Linked DNA regions of Mus musculus: regions 1 and 2 are each linked to region 3. The links are chromatin contacts, called in public capture Hi-C and promoter capture Hi-C maps. All regions are on one chromosome and are shown on one strand. The core of a region is the stretch at or near the end of the contact, and the rest is flanking DNA. Distances in the headings are between cores, read along the strand shown.

What was found. Promoter capture Hi-C pulls out the DNA fragments that hold promoters and counts their contacts. Capture Hi-C pulls out chosen DNA fragments and counts their contacts.
Region 1: a capture Hi-C map of embryonic stem cells shows a contact between it and region 3, with 3 times the contacts expected there. The contact joins two enhancer-like sites. A contact is called at or near these places in 8 of 39 promoter capture datasets (the 3T3-L1 cell line, 3T3-L1-derived adipocytes, the HPC-7 cell line and 5 more), 1 of 115 datasets of contacts at active chromatin or transcription factors (embryonic stem cells) and 1 of 9 other capture datasets (embryonic stem cells).
Region 2: a promoter capture Hi-C map of embryonic stem cells shows a contact between it and region 3. The contact joins the promoter of Rec114 here to the enhancer-like site in region 3. A contact is called at or near these places in 6 of 39 promoter capture datasets (cranial neural crest, embryonic stem cells, hippocampal neurons and 1 more) and 4 of 115 datasets of contacts at active chromatin or transcription factors (all in embryonic stem cells).

Annotation. Positions count from the first base shown.
Region 1 is chr9:58,671,356-58,674,055 of GRCm38.p6, forward strand. All of the region lies in intron 2 of Rec114 (REC114 meiotic recombination protein), which reads right to left. Among named protein-coding and RNA genes, the nearest start is that of Rec114, 69 kb to the right of the region's middle. Within about 2 kb of position 1,431, at least 26 of the 459 cell types and tissues checked have an H3K27ac peak or open chromatin away from gene starts, as enhancers often do. A contact at or near this core is called in embryonic stem cells, where this site is marked.
Region 2 is chr9:58,740,114-58,742,813 of GRCm38.p6, forward strand. It overlaps Rec114 (REC114 meiotic recombination protein), which reads right to left and starts at 1,446. Exons shown (of 6, transcript NM_028598.1): 1 at 1,274-1,446. The coding sequence starts at 1,429.
Region 3 is chr9:59,273,780-59,276,479 of GRCm38.p6, forward strand. No RefSeq gene overlaps it. Among named protein-coding and RNA genes, the nearest start is that of Gm39345, 15 kb to the left of the region's middle. Within about 2 kb of position 1,447, at least 3 of the 459 cell types and tissues checked have an H3K27ac peak or open chromatin away from gene starts, as enhancers often do. A contact at or near this core is called in embryonic stem cells, where this site is marked.

The DNA of each region.
Region 1 (2,700 bases), core at 181-2,680, 600 kb before region 3:
CTGGCCAGCAGTCTAGCCTAATCAGCAAAACCAGGTCCCAGGAAGCTATGCTGCCTCAAAACTGAAGTGGATGGCTCCTAAGGAGTAACACTGAAAGCTGACCACTGGCTTCTAATTGCAAACGTGCACCCATACATTGAAGCACACCCACACCAATGCATGCATACTGCATACAAACAGGAAGAGCAAAGCTACTCACAGCCCATTGTTAGTCGTAACCCCTAGACTCACCCTCAACTAAACTCTGTTCTTGTGCCTGCAAGCATGCTTTTCATATGTATCCTGTCTCTTGTATGCCTCATAGATCAAGAACTTGATCAAATCCGGGCTCATCTTTCCTTGGATTTTGCTAGACCACAATGCGTGACTCTACCACACATAAGTGTGTCCTGTCCTATGCGTGTGAATTTAGCAGTTAGGATAAGCACTGCCTACACTCATTAATTCACTAGAAGTTGCAAAACAAACAAACAAAAAAACCTGAATTTTTGTTCCTTGTTTATTTATGAACTTGAGTATCTATGGAGGACTTCCAGCCTAGCATGGTGGCCCACATCCATCATTCCCATAGGTCTTTCAGTTTGCAGTTTCACTTACTTGGTTTTAAAGGGAAACTAGGAGAAAAGCCATCGCGTCATTTCTGCCTAAGAGGACTAAGATGGTCACAAACTCTACCCATGTTATAAACAACTTCAGACTGAACAACTTCTAGAAGCATCGTGGACACACACAGAGAAGCAAGCAAGTGCAGGAGAATTGTGGGAGCTGGGGAAAGGGACACAAGCAGGGTGTGCCTCTGATCACTGAGGCTTTGTGCTTGGAATCAATTTCCAGACTGAAGCCAGGCATGCTGGTACACATCCTGAATCCCAGCATGTGGGAGGAAGGAAGACCAGAGTTCATGGTCATTCTTGGCTACTTAGCACCTTTAAGGCTAGCCTGGGCTACATACAATTCTATCTAAACCTTAAAAAAAGATTTATAGATTTTTATGTGTATGTGTGTTTTGCCTGCTTGTATGTATGTGTATCATGTGTCATGTCTGGTGCCTAGAGGTCAAAGGAGGGTGTGTCAGATCCCCTGGAACTGGAGTTAGGGTTGATTGTGAGCCGCCATATGGGTCTGGGAATCAAACCAAGATTCTCTGTGAGAGAAACAAGTGTCCTAAACTCCTGAGTCATCTCTCTACCCTCCCCCATCTCAAAAACCTTTACAAATTAAAAAAGGAATCCAGACTGACAAAGAGAAGGAACCTACTGAGCTCAATGAGTTGAGAAGAAGGAGATGGGGAAAAGCAGATGTGGCTGGAGCTGGTTACAGGATGGCTGGAAGCAGACTGCTCTTTGGCACAGTTTCAGAAACCTGCCTCAAGGATCCCGAGACCTCTGGCTGACCTGCAGTCTCGGCACTGAAGAGATGACGCCACCCCTGGTCAAGAGTAACCTCTGGAATGAGAAACTGCACCAGGGAGACAGCCCAGCAGTCCCAGGATACCACAGGCGAGAACACTTTCTGCAGCTAGAGTTGAAAGCCTTCCCTGGATGCAGAGGCTGCTCAGGACACGGCACACCTCAGAATTCTGTGGAATCGACTGCAGGGTAAAGGCCGCTCTACCTGACCCTAGAGAGAGTCAAAACAAGTTTCCAAAGGGCCAAACTGATGGTAAGTACATAACTTGTTTCAAATCCCCAAAACTCTTTTAAGGGGCATAAAAAGAACTAGTGCTTCACAACGTAAGAATCACGTCTGACCAGAAATCGCCCGAGTATGAGATGTTAGAAAGCTCAGCAGGCTAACAACAGTTATTCAGCCTCAAGCAAAACGAGTCAGTAACAAACTGGAATTGCAGTGCCGACAGGCAGGGAAGGAGAGAGAGAAAGCTACCTGTGCTCGAGCACTGAAGAACAAGAAGACAAATCTAAAAACTAAAAAGCCGATACAAGAGTATGAGAATAAGAAGACCTAAACTGGTGTTTTTTCTGGCCTCCCACTTGGGAAAGGTTACCTCTCAGGACAAAATAGGTGTTCTTTATATTGATGGTGGGGGTGGGGGACACCCAGATGACTTTTAGTAGATGTAGGTTAGACCTCATTAAAGAGAAGCTGCCCATATCTTCACCAAAGCGTACACTGTCACTTAAAAGACAAGTGGAAGGTCCTGGGTAGAAGGAAAAGTAGGTGGTGCAGTGTGGGTGAAGGCAGAGAGACAAGACGACAAATGCGACTGAGGAAATGCAGGGCACCCTACACATGGCTGTAGGATCATGGGCAGGTTCAACCGAGAAACACGGTTTCTCAAAAAGGTCTTCACACTATGCTAAAAAGTTTTTGCTAGGCTGGGCAGTGGTGGCGCACGCCTTTAATCCCAGCACTCGGGAGACAGAGGCAGGTGGATTTCTGAGTTCGAGGCCAGCCTGGTCTACAGAGTGAGTTCTAGAACAGCCAGGGCTACACAGAGAAACCCTGTCTCGAAAAACAAAAACAACAACAAAACAGTTTTAGCTATCAAAATAATATCATTTTCTACCTTCTGGCAATGTGAGTTTGAAATACTAAGCTCGTTGGCCTAAATTAGTTGGTCTTTAGCTCTAAAAATTAATTCAAGCAGAACTAGTCAGTGCTCCTCAGAGCCACCCCAGCACATAGAACCATGTGTCCCTCTGTGCCAAAGGAGAAAGTGCAGAGCCTATGCAGTGCTCA
Region 2 (2,700 bases), core at 196-2,695, 530 kb before region 3:
CTCTGATCTGTTTTCCCTCCACTGCATCCTGTTTCCCTTCAGTTGCTTCTGCCAGAAAGTGAATGGCTCTGCCCTCGCCTCTCACATTCCATCAATCACCAAGCCCTTTTATTTCTATCCTCCACATTATCCGTCCCATTCCCCATCTACAGTGTCACCTCCCAACAGGCCCGAGGTGTCATTATCTTCTGTCTTCCCGAACTCACTGATACTGTCCTCTAATTCCATCTATAAAGACAGCGTGATTTATCAAAGAAGAGAATGATTAAAACCTTTCCTATGGCTTTCCCTATAGGCTTCTAAAATAATATTCACAAGACACCCATCTTCCTGTCCAGACATCCTCACCAATTACCATCACTCCCTGGGTTCCCTAAGCACCAACCTTTTGGTTTCTCTCTCTACCAGACCTGCTAGGGTTTCCTCAGATTTGGAGCCTTTCACATGTTACACCTTCATTTCTCTATTTTATCTTACCCACAGCTATCCAAGAACACATTAAAAACCACAGAGGACACTATGAAGTAAGATCATTATTTTACACCTGTTTTGTCTCTATCACAATTATTTAAACATAACATTTCTATTTTTACAATAAACAAGGCTCAGAAAAGCTAAGAGCTTAACCAAGAACATGGAAATCCAACATCAGTGCTAGATTTAGGGGCTGGCAGTGTTGCTCAGTGGTAAAACACATGCTTAGCACACAAGGAGGCCTCAGTCCAACCCTTGTACCAAAATAAAAACAGGTAGAATTCAACTTTAGTCTTGTGTAGGTGCTTGACTACCAAAGTGCATGACAATTTAGCTGTGAATGATTTAATTATCCGTGCTACAATTTACATGGCTATCTGGGTAAATACTATGCCCTCAGAAAACTAGGATCAGTGGGTCGAAGGACATAGCTCTGGGATAGGGCACTTAGATCCCCAATACCGTAAGAAAGCAAACAAAACCATTCATAACAGCACAGACCACTTGGAACTTGCTCCATGCGAAATCATCTCTAGCATACTGAACTGTGTCTAGCATGCAATCCATGTTCAATCAATAATTGTTGAATATATGAGTGTTTATCTTACCCTTGGATAATTATTTTGAAAACGAAATGAGTTACAACTATACCTCCTACTCCTACTCAGACACAAAGTTCCTGGGTTAGAAGTCATTCCCTCCAGTCCTTGCACAGGCCCTATGTGGCTGCTGGACAGGGTCTGCCCCTCCTCCCCTGGGGATCTGGCAGCTGCCCATCCTTCCTGCCCTCAGGCCTCACCTTCCATGTGGGCGAGCCCGCTGCAGCAGCTTCCGAGCTAGGCCCAGGGGACCCCACGTTGTCCAAGAGCATGAAGCGACCATAGCGCTTCAGAGACCACTGGGAGACTTCGCCTGGAAGTCCGAGGCCGGAGGCCACATTTCCCGCTTCAGACATGCCTGTCAAAGGTCCTGGAAAGCCCGCCTCCACGTGATAGCTGACGACAATCAGCTAGCCAATCAGGAAGCACGGCGCTCAAAGCTCACGCTTCTCCAAAACGGAAGCAGAGGATTCCACTACGGAAGTGTGGTCTTCGCTGGTTTTAGGTTTTGTTTTTGTTTGGTTTTTTGTTTGTTTGTTTGTTTGTTTGTTTTGTTTTGTTTTTTAATGGTGGGCGTCCAAGAGAGATTGTCTCCACTCTGCTTGCAAGTGAGGCTATTATGCCTACAATTTGGAAGATTTCAGCACCATCATGGGAGTCTTCACATTCTCTCAAGGCAGCCCACGCAAGCGTTCATCTGCCTGAGCCTTGAGAGATTTCTCAAACTGGCCAACTTCCTCATAACCACTAAACCCTGGGACTAGACCGGCTCTCTAGGGTGTCTCTGTCCTCACAGCAGTATCACAGATGATGGCGTCTCTTCACATCCTACCTCAAATCCAGCACAACGGAAAGGGCAATTCTGGAACCATGACAATTTGCTCATCAACCGTACCCCAGAACATTCTCCTTCCTTTTGTCACCAGAAGAGAGGCACAGATGGGTAGGGGGTGGCCAAGCATCTGAGAATGTGCCCCCATCAAACAGCAAGCAGATGACATTTCTGCGTGATTTATAGCCAGCAAAAAATTTCCACAGCTGTAATTTCATTTATCCTCCCAACAACCTTGTAGCCAGTTAAAGAAGCACACACCCCAGAACTGATGGTGGCAAAATACATTCCGGAGAGCAGATGTGGTTTATCAATGGGCACAGCCAGTGAATGGCAGAGCACAAATACAACTGTGGACTCCACGGTCTCTTCATATGTCAGCCCCACTTATAAAGAATCTGGTATTTATACAATCTGTGTCAAATCAGAACAATGCATTCAGAGGATGGAGGCTGTGTTAACCAAACACATGAAGTAAAAAGAAATAGAAAATTTTAAAGTTTTTAAAATTGAGGTTTATTTATTTATTTATTATGTGTTGAGACAAGACCTCATTTTGTAGCCTAGGCGGATCTGAAACTTGAGATGAGTCTGCCTCAGCCTCCTGAATATTGGGATTGTAGCCAAGAGCCATCAAACCTGGCTCAATGGAAACAGTTTATAGACTACACAGTTAATGTTTAGAGAATGTTTGGGAAAGTGGTAATAATTGTACACTACAAAGCATCAACTATCTGTAGTGTGCAAAAAAAACTATGCTAGTTAAGGCTGGAGAGATGGCTCAGTGGTCAAGGG
Region 3 (2,700 bases), core at 197-2,696:
CTTGAGTTACAGACAAGAGCTGCCATGTGGGTGCTGGGAATTGAACCTAGGTCCCTTGGAAGAACAACAGCACTCTTTTTGTTTGTTTGTTTGGTTGGTTGGTCTTTCGAGACAGGGTTTCTCTGTATAGCCCTGGCTGTCCTAGAACTCACTCTGTAGACCAGGGTGGCCTCGAACTCAGAAATCTGCCTGCCTCTGCCTCCCAAGTGCTGGGATTAAAGGCATGTACCACCACTCCTCGAGCGACCAGCACTCTTAACTACTGAGCCATCCCTCCAGACCCTTATTCTCTCTCTCTCTCTCTCTCTCTCTCTCTCTCTCTCTCTCTCTCTCTCTCTCTCAGCAAAATCAGCCTCTAAGTTCTTGTTACATGACTATTCAATCAGGTATGGAGGAAATTTGAGAGAGAAATAAAAATACTGATACTTGTATAGATTTATTTTTTTTATTTTTGCTTTTCTAGCGATTTATTTCTTTTTCAACTTTTACAGAAGAATGGCTTTATTAGAGTGGGAAATTAAAGATCAGATGTTGCAGAACGCAAAGTTCAAGAAGCCTGTCTGTCGAAATCTCAACATGTCACAAACACAAGGACTCTGCGCGCTCAGCACCAGCATCTCAACAGACAACAGCCAGAACATCAACCCCCGTGGCAACATTGTTCAGGCCCCAGGGTAACAGAGCTCTCCAACCTTTGGCCCTGTGTCTCCCGAAGCAGAAGCCAATGCAGATGTGTCTGGATGTCACACAGGTTCCTGGGTTGCCTCTCTGCCAACACCAGAGGCAGAAGCCACTTCAGATTTCAGGAAGGGTTTGAGTGGCAGAGGCACTTAGGTAAGAAAAAGACAAATTAATTAACTTGTCAAATCCTGTTGCACAGATAGTGAGACTGCGGTGGTTTCTTCCGTAGTGCAACCCCATTTCCCAGTAGGGCCTCCTGACCATCTCATATTGGTCTTTCTGCTCCACTGCAGGAGGGGCTCACACATTAGCGTGGTATTGGCAGCTACTTATGGTGGCCAAGAACTTTCAGCCACAGTATCGCTTCCGTCTGTCTGTAGTGGGTAGCTAAGCTCCGGGCGGACTGCACTACCACCGCCTGCTTTCCTTGGATCCGGAGATGAAATACACACACACACACACACACACACACACACGAGATTATTTTTAATATGTTTCTTAGCTCAATGGCCAGATAATTCTAAGCCTCCTGCGGCTAACGTATCCTTACCTTCACTCCCAGCTCAACACCTCTAATTCTTCCATCGGCTTAGCTGCTCAGTTACCTTTAGCCCTAGCTCAACACCTTTAAATCTGCCCTCAGTTTAGTTGCGTTTCTAATCTCCCATCTGCTACCCCAGGCCCAGTCGGGGAAGCGGCCAATGGCGACACTATCAGAAATCTCACGTGACTAGTGGCTCTCTCTCCCTCCAAAGCATGGCAAATCCTCTTTCGTCCTCCTGTGTCTCTTAGCCTTCCTATGGGAACCTAGAAGTCCTGCCTCTTTCGTCCAGCCATTGGCCACTAAAGTGTTTATTAATCGATCAAGAACCAATTGGGGTCAGGACCTTCAGCATTCACACGCAAATTCCCGGTCAAAACCTCAGAACCACCTCCTACATCCATCGACCTTTGGATTTATTTCATATGAGGTCAGCTCTCTCTGTTACTACAAGATTCCTCATATTATCCAATATGTAATTGTCATTTAAAAGGTAGACATTTCTCCATTGAAATTAAAATAATGTGCAGTGTTTTCTGAATTGGTGATGATTTCTTTTAAAAAATGTTATTTGTATGTGTCTATGTGCATGCGCTATGGAGGCCAAAAGAGGGCGTCAGACTCCCTGGGGTTAGAGTTACAGCAGCTGTGAGTGTTCCAAAGTGATACTGGAAACTGAGTTTGGGCCTTCTGGCCGAGCAAGGAGCACTCCCAGCTCCCGAGACATCTTTCCAGACCTCGGTGACTATATCCTCTCAGCAACGTCACTAAAATATCCGACTAAGTTAAGCAGAATTTACAATTCAATTTCCAAATTTAAAGATTGTTTTACAATTTTGATGGCAATTCCTCGTATTACTAAAGCATTCTCTAGATCAAAAATAATTTTTAAAATTATCTTAAAATTACAGTGACTCAAAAAGGATGGACCAATTTCATATCACTGCCAAGAGAATATAAGTTGTGCAAAAATCTTGATTGTAACAACATAATTAGTAATTTTGCAATAAGGAAAGCAACAAAGTTAAATTCCATGAAAATATGTTACAAAGTGTGTGTGTGTGTGTGTGTGTGTGTGTGTGTGTGTGTATGGTGATGGTGGTGGTGGTGGTGGTGGTGGTGGTGTTAATTGAGCCAAGGGTATTCTGGGTAAGCACTCTATCAGAGAACTATATTCCAACCATAACTACACATGTCTCATGGTGGCATGTGCCTATAATCCGAGCACTTAGGAGACTAAGGTAAGAAGACTGCAGGCCAGCACCATCCTCAGCCCAGTCTTGGGCTATGTGGAACAGTCAACTCAGTGGAAGAGTGTATGCTTAGCACGCATAAGGACCTGGCTCAATCCCTAGAGCCATGGAAATAAAAAAGAAATAAAGGATCTTGTAGTACAAGCAATTGAAGTTTATCCCTGACTAGCTTACAAATAAATGAGGCTCAGACTATATTTTATTTGGCTTTGACAATTACTAGGG